2 separate regions of the Anas platyrhynchos genome follow, and region 2 is linked to region 1. A link is a contact called in public Hi-C data. All regions are on one chromosome and are shown on one strand. Each heading gives the region's core, a stretch centred on a gene start, on an enhancer-like site or on the middle of the called end of the contact. The rest is flanking DNA. Distances are from core to core; before and after follow the strand shown.

The links. Hi-C and Micro-C count contacts between places; a contact is called where the count stands out from the background.
Region 2: a Hi-C map of liver shows a contact between it and region 1, with 1.7 times the contacts expected there. The contact joins two enhancer-like sites. A contact is called at or near these places in 2 of 8 Hi-C or Micro-C datasets (liver and small yellow follicle).

The regions. Positions count from the first base shown.
Region 1 is chr5:63,422,911-63,428,644 of IASCAAS_PekinDuck_T2T, reverse strand. SBF2 (SET binding factor 2) reads left to right here. Exons shown (of 41, transcript XM_038179378.2): 2 at 2,295-2,432. Among named protein-coding and RNA genes, the nearest start is that of SBF2, 110 kb to the left of the region's middle. Within about 2 kb of position 3,119, at least 3 of the 8 cell types and tissues checked have an H3K27ac peak or open chromatin away from gene starts, as enhancers often do.
Region 2 is chr5:63,482,559-63,488,292 of IASCAAS_PekinDuck_T2T, reverse strand. All of the region lies in intron 1 of SBF2 (SET binding factor 2), which reads left to right. Among named protein-coding and RNA genes, the nearest start is that of SBF2, 46 kb to the left of the region's middle. Within about 2 kb of position 2,127, at least 2 of the 8 cell types and tissues checked have an H3K27ac peak or open chromatin away from gene starts, as enhancers often do.

The sequences.
Region 1 (5,734 bases), core at 1,870-4,369:
GAAATGTACTGTGAGTTTTCTGTGTATGTGACTTCAAGTATTCAGTAAAAGAAGCAATGAATACAAAATTCCATAAAGGCCATTTCAAGAATCTTCAGCAAACTGACTTCTCAATTTCAACCTTCCACTCTTCCATTTCTGGAACAAGTTATCAATCAATGATGTATTTCAGGCATTGAAAGAAAGAAAAACAAAACAAAACACTTTTCCCTTTGCTTTTGAGCTGTATTTCTTTTTACTCGTGCTTCTTGTGTACCTCTGTTCCGAGGTTAGAATTCCTACCAGTGGTGACTTCCTACCAGGTTAGGGTGACTTACACAGCAACAAGCTCTCGTAAACTTGGAGGAATAAATACGGAAGAGACTTAAGCTTATTTGATATGTGTGATAGGTGTTGCACATATTTCATCTGCTTGTTGCTGCAAGAGTAACGTCTTCTAAGAAAATATGATATACTTGAAGAATTACAGCATCTTCGAGGCAAGATTTTTTTTTGTCCGTGAGACATACAAAGTCATGAACTTTGAACATATTTTTCACAGGGATGGCAAAACGTATCCCTGTTATGAGATGACATCTTAGAAAATTTCGAATGTTCACAATTAAGTTTATAGAGATAATTAATAAATAGTTGAGAAATATTGCTCTATAAATAAGCATTTGTTGGAGTAAGTATTGAATGATTTTAAGTAGGTGTAAATGGAATATCTAATTTTGACTAGATAAACTAATGAGGAAAGCTGTTTTTAACAGCTAAGAGTGAATGTTAAGGACAAATACATCACCTGTGACTACCAGAAGGCTTGTCACCTGGATGCTAGTGGAAACTTTAATGGTAAGGAGACAGAAGTAACTGGGCAGTTACACAATCTTGTACTCTTTTTAAGCTTCTGCTATTAGCTCCTAATGGAAACAGGATACTGGACTTTTCTTTGTTGCAGGGTGGAAGAGAAAAGGTTTGAATACAGCTAGTACTTGCACAGGAAAGGATTGCACTGTAGTTGTGACACTGCATGCAAAACTCAATCATATCTAAAAGCAGCATTCAACGTTTGTATTCTGTGATTGTCTTGACTATATTATTGTATATACTGTGGTGGTTTTACCGTGCTGGGCAGCTAAACCCCACAACTGCTCTCACTCCCCCTCTTTTAGATGAGGAGGGGGAGAAGTAAGGCAAAGAACAACTCACGGGTTGAGATAAGGATAATTTAATCAAAGGGAAATAATAATAATAATAAAATATTATTATGAACTAAACAATTTAACTAAAGGGAAATAAAAAGGGAAAGGGGAAAAGGGAGGGGGAAAGGGAAAAAATAAAAAGAAGGGAGGAAAACAAACAAACAAATGAAGGCTATGTGGAAGTGCAGAGGAAAGAAATTACTCTCTGCTTCCCACAAATGAGTGATGATTGACCACGTCCTTGAAGCAGGGCCTCAACGCACGCAGCCGGTGTTCGAGAGGAGGACCGACCTTTTCCCAACCAGAGCCCACCCCTCCCTACTTCTTCCTATTTCCAGCTTTTATTTCTGAGTGTGACATCACATGGTATGGAATATCCCTTTGGTTGGTTTAGGCCAGCTGCCCTGGTGATGTTTCTCACCCCCTAGGAGAGTTAGAGAAAGGCCCGATGCTGTGCCAGCACTGCTCAGCAGCAGACACAACACTGGTGTGATCCCACTGCTGTTCCAGCTACAAGTGTAGAGTACGGCACTGTATGGGCTGCTGCAGGGAAAGTTAACATTCCAGCCAGACCCAGTACATATACATGTGCAAAAATGTGTACGTCTCGTACTGTTTATCAGTAGTTTTGTACTTCCAAAGATAATTTTAGTTGAGCTTCTGGGTTTCTAATGAATCTGTAGGTTGCAGCTCCTAGTCTTAGGAGTCCTGAAATAGACGGAGAAATTAAAAATGTAAGTGGAGACATTCCAAGACACAATGATTTTTAGCTTTGAATTCTAACCTGTTATCCAAATGAAACCTGTGTTATCTGTCAGTTTATTCCTGTTGTTGCCTGTTAAGTCCTTGCAAAGATTATCTTGAATACTGAATTCAAAGGGAACTATCTTTAGTGTGTACAGTTTATTACATCTCCCTGACTAATTCTAAGATGTGTTGGGTTTTTCCCATTTTCTTCAGATTTTGCAATCCTGTATATATTTCAATGAAATTTTCTAAACTTCTTGTTTCAGACAGTATTTTATCTTGTTTAAAACAATTTCTCATATTTCTTAGTACAACAGATATTATTGCTTAACTCTCTCTCTGTCTTTTTTTTTGTTTCTTCAGTTTTGCCAACCTGGAGGATGGCAGCTTTCAAAAGAGAGAAAACAGCCAACGTTCTTTGTGGTGGTTTTGACTGATATAGACTCAGAGAGACACTACTGTTCCTGCTTAACTTTCTATGAAGCAGAGATTAATCTGCAGGTAAAGTCTTCACAATAAGTTATAAAAATGCAGAAAAAAGTGTCTAGAAATAGAAGATTAATAATTTTAGAAAGTATATTTATCTTCTTGGTAAGAATGTATTGTTCTGTCATATATAAACGTGTGTATTTTTCTTCCAAGGTAAACTTGATGTGCTTGTTTGTGTTTTTGTTGTTGTTTTTATCTGCTTAAACAAACAAACACCTTAATAAAATTGAGAATGAGACTCGTAGAAAATCCCAGGTTGGAAGGGACCTCAGAAGTCATCTGGTCCATCTTAAATGCTGAAAGCAGGGCCTAGGCAAGATAGTCTAACACCTTGTCTAGCCAAGCTTTAAAGGTCTCAAGTGTTAGAGAATCCACCACATCCTTGAGGAGGTTTTTCTAATATTCCAATGATTGATTGCTCTCACAGTAAAAAAAAATAAATAATATATATATTTAAAAAATCCTCCTCTTATGTCCAATTAGAATCTTCCCTGGTATAAATTGTACCCATTGCCCCATGTTTTCAACAAAAGGCTTTTCTTTTCTCCACCATATGCTTTTTTATTTTTTGCTACCATTTGTTTTGATTTTGTTAATAGGACGGTCAACAAAATGTTCCTTTCATTTACTTCTGTGTTTAACATAGCAGGAATGATTCTCATTTGCTTTAAGATAAAGGTTTATTAACTTCTGCTCCCTCTGCTGGACATCTCTATCAGACTAGCACAGGATAAATGTGTGCACGTATGCTGTAATGTTACATACATATTTCTGGAAGCGCATTTATTGGCAAGACTGGTGTGGGTGTAAATAGCAAGACTGTAAAACTGATAGAGTGATTCTTCAGCTTTTAGGTAGGTCAGATTTTGGGTGTCAGCTACTTGGCAATGTTTGTTTTAAACATGCATTTAATTAATTTTGGGCAACCTCAGTCTTTCAAAAATAGACATTTTGTTTCCCATTTGATGTAAAGTACTTCACAGAATCTATGCTATGACTTAATACTTGGAATCTTTAGTTGCTAGAACCTAGGGAAAACCTAATCCAGTCTGTAATTGTGGACTGTTATGTTTTGAAATATTTTCTTTCCAACATGAAAAATCAAAAATAAGTAAAGTCTTGGCATTACGAATATTAAAAAAAATTAGTTAAAATTACCTAAGGGGCTAAGTAAAATTGTTGTCTATTTTAGTGAAGAACTGTAACACCATTAATTATTTGAAGAACATGCTTTTAGTGATCCAAATGTATTCTGTTTGATAATGGTGTTGAAATCCTTCTCTGCCTTGTAGAATAAATAATAGATGTGGAGTAGCAATAATATTGTGCTTTTTCTAGGCACAATTGGAAGCCAGAAAATAATAATTGTTCTTATTTCATTAACACTACAGTTTAAATGGCTATTTTGTACATTATTGGAAGGAGCTAAAAGCAGAAATGTAACTGAAGAGTAGATATATTTTAGCGTAGATTAGCTGACATCTTCCTATTGATATCTGTCATCTCTCCTTTACTTAATAAGTAAAGAGTGAAACATTCTACAGTAATTCTTTCCCAGCTGATAAAAATTTACAATGGTTGACTCTTCTTGCACTCTATGTATTTCATAACATATACTAAATTTAGCAAACTTGTTATTTATCCTGTGGTTTCTAGCAGCTGCTTTTGATTCATGATCCACATCTTCCAAGTAATGCTCATCACAAAACATCCAGTATTAACTAAAAGGTTATTTTCTTATATTGCCTAAGTAGTAAAAAAAAAATAAAATAAAATAAAAATAAAATAAAATAAAATAAATTTGAGAGCAGCAGGATGTTGGTTCTCATAATGCCATTCCTGGCTGTGTTGTAAAGAATGCATATTTTTCAGATGAACTTGCTGTGGTGAAATTTATTCTATGACTGTTTTGTTTATAGCCAAACTTCCTGTTTCTTTCTAAAACCCAAAGAGAATAATTGAACGTGCCCTGTTACATGGTCATTAGACAAGAATTCAGCACATGTACAATCTGTAATGAAACATAAGCTTATGAAGCATTGGGCTACAAAAGTGATGTTGATTTAACCATTCACTTGCACACCTTATTAAACAAACAATCCAGGAAACAGTGTCCGTGATTTACAATGAAATCTGGACAGTGCTTTTCACAGTTAAATTCCGTTCAGTTTTTAACCTAATAATATAACAGACTATGACAAAGATTCAGTTTCCAAAAGGAATGTCTCTTTCCTTCCTAGTTAGCCTGCACCAGGTAAATCTTGCACGTATTTAGGATTGGTCAGATTTCAGCCAGTGTAGATATGCTCTTTGACTTGGCAGAATCATCTTCAGAAAACACCAAAACCCCAAGCCTTGGAAGTTTCTGTGGTTAATTAAACTGCAAAGTGAAAGCAAGCTTATTTCTGTGCTTTTGAATGGTAGAGAAGTAGAGAACATTTTTTGAGCCTCCTGCATAAAAATACAATAATCTTTTTGACACAATTTGTCAAGCTTGGCCAGAGAAGTCTATCACTCTCACTCCAGTTGCTTTCATTACTGCTTCAGCTGTTTGTCACAGGATAGTTAGTATACATATGCCATCTGAAAAGTAAGGAGACTGTACTCACATGGTGTCTCTTAGGTTTACCTGTGATAGTCTAGGATACAAGGTTAATGTAGCAATTGTCAAAGCTCTATGCAGGAGCGTACAGGAAAAAGTATTGTCCTTCGTATCTCTGAAAGCCCTGGATTCAGTTAATCTCTTGGCAGTTGCTTGTCATTACAACTTTTCCAGAGATGATAAAAGCGCAGGTTCTAATAATCAGCTGATGGCCTCTTTTCAACTTCCCAACCCTGGGCAGAGTACGAAGTAGTTGATAGACACCTGTGAATTGTACTTTGCATTGTTGCAATACTGACATTTTGAATCAATGCAGTATTTAGCATTTGTATAAATGTTGGTCCACTGTTTGATCAGCCTTCACCAAGTCATGACAGTATATCAAAAAGATCAACGTTACATCTAGTCTGATTAATACTCCAAATCTGTACTCATGAAGAAGATAAACATATGATAGTCCATTACATAGGGAATAGAACTCACTTCTTTCCATGAATACAGGTGATGCAGCTTTCCCATTTAATCCCCTGTGAATTGTTATAAGATGCTAGTCTCATTTAATTGTTCCAATAACAATTGTAAAGTGTATATAAGGATAAGTTCCTCATCTGAAATTAAAACTAAGCATTTGAAAATTTGACCCTAACAGGAATCTAAAATTGGGAACCTGACTGACCGATCATTAGACTACGAGGTAGTCTAATAATCAATC
Region 2 (5,734 bases), core at 878-3,377, 61 kb before region 1:
AATGAGATAGCACTTTACATGGCTAAAAAACTCTCAGGTATAATTCTGACTTGGTGATGTTTGGTATGTGGCTATTCAGAGAGAAAAAATGATGGAGTGAGTAATGGCTGGCCAAATCATTTTGTGTGCTGTCAGCCAGTGAGTGGTATTAGATATTGCTGGAGTAGGTAAATATGCATTGAACCAATAATGATTATAACATTTGTTTATTCACTCTTCTACCTCTTCATTCTGACCGTGTTTCACTTTCCTCTGATTTCGCTTCCTTGCTCTTCTGCTTTGTATGTTTGTCCATTTTCATTTTGCATTGCATTGGATGAAGTTCATTCAAGTTAATTGAAGTTAATTTTTCCAAGACTACCCAAACCTACTTTAAAGGTTTTCTTACTGAGTAGGAATTGATATCCTTCTTTTCACAGAAATAACTGTTGATTTAGTGGAATGAGATATGGTGTAGATTGCCATTTTTTTCTTCTGTGCTTTAATTAAAATATAAGCTGTAGAATAGAGGCCTTTTTTCTTCCTTTATTTACAAAGCACAGAAACGATTTATATTTTTTTTAACCTAGGAATGAAGAGATTAGCAGTTGACCTGCACAGGAGAATATCTGTTGCAACAGCAGGAAGGATGATCCTGTGAATAAGGCACTGACCTGCAATTTGGTGGTATAGATTGGGGCCACTTGTTGTGCGTCCTCTGGGGACGCAGACCACTTTTTCTGTGCTTCCTTTCCCTGTGTGTAAGATGGGTTATCGGTTCTGCAGAACAGAAAAGTACCAAAATCAAATACTGAGGCATTCAGGAAATGGAACCATCCAAGTGTCTCAGGTAGTTCTGACTAACTGTGTCAGTACATTTGGGGAGGATTAAAATACAACTTTCTTTTTTTTTTTTTTCTCTGAGAAGTTCAACACAATTTTCCTGTTTACAAAGAGAAGTATCGAAAGATCATCTTATCCTGTTGTTTTTTATATCCTTGATAATATGGCAAGCATCCAGGATGTCTGTTGTTCAGATTCCCAAGATTGTTGAATGCATTTCTTTGACTTCATTAAGATGAACTGACTATGAATTTTGCCAGTTGCACAAATAATAATATCTGTGGTCACTGTGGGAAGTCTGCCTTGCTAAAAGCACCGGCATTTTTTTTTTAACCTTTTATGGCTGTTAGGCCACAATAAAGTGTTTCCTCTGTAGAATACACTAGTTAAATTCTCTTTAGGTAAATTTTCATGTCCACTCTACTTCAGTCTTTAAGATGCACATAACTTGTAATGCGTTACAGTGGGTTTGAGCAGATTTTTAGAACTTTGTGCCATATCAAAGAAGTATTTTCCTTTCTAGGTATTTAGTGTTCTTGTTCACCTTGGTTCCAGCTCTGATTTCCATCTTGGGACTGAGTTAAACTCTTCTAAAACAGAGATATCTTTTGTAATATTTTTTTCTTGGCATCAAGACTTCTATAGCATAACTGGAGAGTTACAAGCCAAATAACAGGAGTCCTTCTGTTATCGGGGGTGACAGGACTGAAAAGACCATCTTAAACACACCAGAAACCACTACAGCACTGCCCAGAGGCCATAGATAGTACCGAAGAGTTGAATTCTTCGGTTCTTCCTTAGTCCAGCTTCCAGTAAGCTCCGATCTAAGTGTTGTTCCTTAAGAAGCAGTTTCTTAAAGAAAATGTCACTGAAAACTGTGCAAAACAAGAAATCCTGGGAACATGTGTTGATACAAATTTGATTCTGCTGCCACCTAGACTATTTTATTCCTCTGCCACCCTGCTCCCTGCCGCAGCCCTAGAACAGGAAGACATCAAAGGGGGAGAACTGGAAGGCAGTTATTTTGGGTGGGTTCTTTGTGAAGAAAGAGTGAAGAATGCAGACCTGCTAAAGGGAGCCCAAGGGGACCCATAAAGGGGCCATGCTTGCAATTTGTATTGGGGTTTAGGGGCAGGAACTGCCCCTAAACTGCCCCTTCAGCTTATGAACTGAAGGTTGATTTCAGTTGTGCTTAGGTGTCAGTGGTATGTCTTAAAACAATTGCTATGTTGAGTGTTTATTTCGTAAAGGATATCCTCCTAATCTGAGCTGTTGTTGTTTGACGTAATCCATGCATGTTTGTAAACACTAATTTCAGTAGGGGAGCCAGCCTGCACACTATACAAGCGTTAGGTAAAAATGGTCTACCGATCTTTCTAATTGGTAAAATTGAGTTTTCCTCTTTTTTTTTTTTTTTTTTGTTCTGTTCACATTCAGCTATCTGATCTTGCTGAAGGTCACGTTACCAGTGGGTTCTTGTGATCTGCGGGGGAATTCGGGTAGTTGGCTGCTTGTAGGTATGGCTGATAGGTGTTGAGGAGAAGCAAAGGTTGTTGTGTGTGGAAACGAGGTAGTGTGGCTTGGTATTAAGAGTTGTCACAGCAACCATTATCATCTGTGCTGGGCTCCGATTCCATTAATTGCTTGTTAGCATTCTTGTTGTGTGTCTTCTGTTAGATTTAAAATGTTTACCCTCTGCTGTTTCAAATTGTTTAAGAGCACTGATGCAAAAGATTTCACTTCCCAGCGGATTTTAGTGATTTCTGGAGTACTCAGTACTGTTTTGTGAAGGATAAGCAGCACTTTACTCTGCCACTTGCACCTGTGTATCTTTCACTGTCAGTATGTTTCTGAATTTCAACATGTAAACCTTTGCCTCTGAGTACTCAAAATGATTTAGTAACCTTATACCTGGGATGTATAATGGTAGCTTTGAAGTATTTTGTGTGGCTTAATTCTTTGTGTAGTGCCCCCTCATTCTTGATGATCTGTAGTGTTTCTTCTGTGCAGGCTGAAAACGATGTATTTTGTAGTTTTCTTTACAGATCAACAAAGTTCTTATACCCTGAGCTTTGCTTGTGTAATTATTAACTCAAATGTACAACTCAAATGTATTTTTATCATGGGTTTGTAAGTAAAAAGACAGAGTTTATCACAGTTCTCATTAATTTGGAATGTAAGTTGCATTAACAGCTTGCTTCTGGAATTCCAAGGGCAAGCAAGAGATGGCATGTGACCTTTCATGGGGAAAGATTTATACAAGAAGGGAGTTTAGGGGACTAGGGTTCAGGAACCAGCGAATTGTGCCAGAATTTTAATGTGTTGCATGTTTGTATTGCTTAAAGAGAAAGATGGGAAGAAGGGAATGAGAAAGAGGGCAGATTAGAAAAGTTTATCTGGGGAGAAAAGTTGCTTTTTCTTTAATTTGTTAAGGTATACACTGCTGATTCAGAATTCTTACAGGCTAAAATTTTGTTCTGGTCTTGGACAAATTAGCTATGAATATGTATAAGAAAGGCACATAACGTATGTCTAAAAATTCAAGTCTAATTTGCTGTTTGGCCAGAATTGGTTTGTAATAGGTTGACTTTAGTAATCCTCAAGGTAAAGATACTGTTGGAGTTCTTTTTATTATTATTTTTTTCTACTTATCTTCATGCAAATGAAATTATAGTTCATTGTTGTAGGTGTGAAATCACAGCTTTCAAAATTACTATAAGATCATCACAATTTTTGTACACCATATTACATTTAAATATCTTAACAATTGAAGAAAAATCATTGCAAAATACTTCAGTTAAGTATAGGAAGTCTTGCTTTTGTAGGATGTTAACATGCAGTGATCTTTCATGCTGTGCTCATGCATGTGTATGCTATATTAAATAGTTTGAGGGATGTGGCTAGTGCATCTGAGCTTAAGCAGTCTTGAAAAATAATAATAATAAAAATTCCATGTGATCATTTTGCATATAGTGAGCAGTGTTGGTTATGGCATTTCCACTGGTTTTTGGGGCAGCTCGGACATTGTTTGAGAGGATACCAAAAGACAGAAACCTTTCCATTCTGCTGCCTGTGACTATCTGAATCCATTAATATGGAGATAACCTGTTTTTCCAATTTAAATCCAAAGTGCCTGTATTAATGTCTACCAGTTCTTCCTGTCGCTCTCAGTAAACGGAGTGGAATGAACAGGAAAAAACTTTGGGGATCTGTGAAGTTGCTGGAGGCACTAACTGAGGAGGCTGAGCTGCAAGTCCACAGGCTGCTCAGTGTGTGTGTTTAATGGGGTAACACGTTTAATTAATTAGGGCTAGTTAACAGGACTTTCACTTGGTATTAAAGGAATGTCCTTCTAGGGCTAAGAACTAATGAAGGGACCTTGAAAGGAGCCTTTGGAAATTGTAGATACAGAGTGGAGGGAATGTGGTAGGGATCTAGCACTTATTCTTTCATTGGAAAACCTTAATCACCTTATTTTATTTTACTTAGATAAAATGGGCAAAGGCTGTTACTTAACCAGTGAAAGCAGCGGAGAGAGGGACAGAGGTTACCGAGTTACTTCCTTCTCTATTTTAACCAAGTGAATTGTACAATGTACAGAGTGGGGAACTGCTGTTTGTCACAATGTCAGCATAGGCACTTTTGAAGCCCACCTGATGCAGAGTGCCTCAGTTCAGAGGGAAAGTTTATGTCATACAAAATCTAGGACACCAGGGGATGGATGCATCTAAATGCATGCTGAAGGCATAGGCATTACTGAAAGGGCAAAATGATGTATGTAAGTGTGCCTTCTTCCCGTTCTATTTTTTGATTTTTCCTTAACAGAGATCTGCAAAAAAACTGTACGCTGGAGTAGCAAGCAAAACCAGCAGTAAACAGTTTTCCTGCTAACATCTACATAACTAACCAGCTCTCCTGACTGAAGAGCTACCACCCATAGCCTTTACCTCCAAAGACAAGGCCATCGTTCTTAAAGGCAGCACGGGAAGTGTAGTTGGGAGAGTCAAGTGAGTATTCCCCTGGCGTGTTGGTAGTAGTCTCCTCAGTTGGTAAGATTGTTTCAGTTACACATACCACCTGAAATTTCAGCTTTTTCAAGGCCCGTTCCGTCTCAGTTGCGTTAGGCACTACCGTGACGTTTTCAGTTAAATCTGAGCCTGAAGAGGCAGGTAAGTGCGTTGGTGCGCTTGATGATGGTCTAGTTGTAGTTGGATCTGGTACACTTGAATTAATTTGAACATCTGCAGTAGGGAAAGGAGACACGTAAAGGTTATGCTTCTGTTAGGTTTGTACTTACTGCGCACACGTTTACAGAAATTGTTACCCAGCCGTTCCCTTCTGCAAATTAGTTGTTGCCTTATCCAGATCAGGCATGCTTATTTCATATGTGTAGCTAAGACACCGATTATGCCCTTTTTATCATCACTCACATGATTAAACACTTGGAGTAAATGCGATGCTCGTTTTGTATTTGCATACCCATAATCTATTCCTCCCGAACAGTACTGAGAGTGGTAATCCATATTAAACACACACACCGACCTCCTGCAGAGCAGAAGGCTTAACTGCAGATTCAAGCTTCAAAAATATTTGCAATACATAACACACTTGAAGATAAATGCTATTTTAGGTACCTTTTATCCTTATTAGGTACCTTCCACAACCTTAAGGGGCCCTGCAAGAAAGCTGGAAAGGGACTCATCGGGAGCGGTAGGACAAGGGGTAATGTCTTTAAACTAAAAGAGGGGACGTTTAGATATTCAGAGGAAAATCTTCACTCAGAGGGTAGTGAGGCCCTGGAACAGGCTTCTCAGAGAAGCTGTGGATGCCCCAGCCCTGGAGGTGTTCAAGGCCAAGCGGATAGGGCTTTGGGCAGCCTGGGCTGGTGGGAAGTGCCCCTGCCCATGGCAGG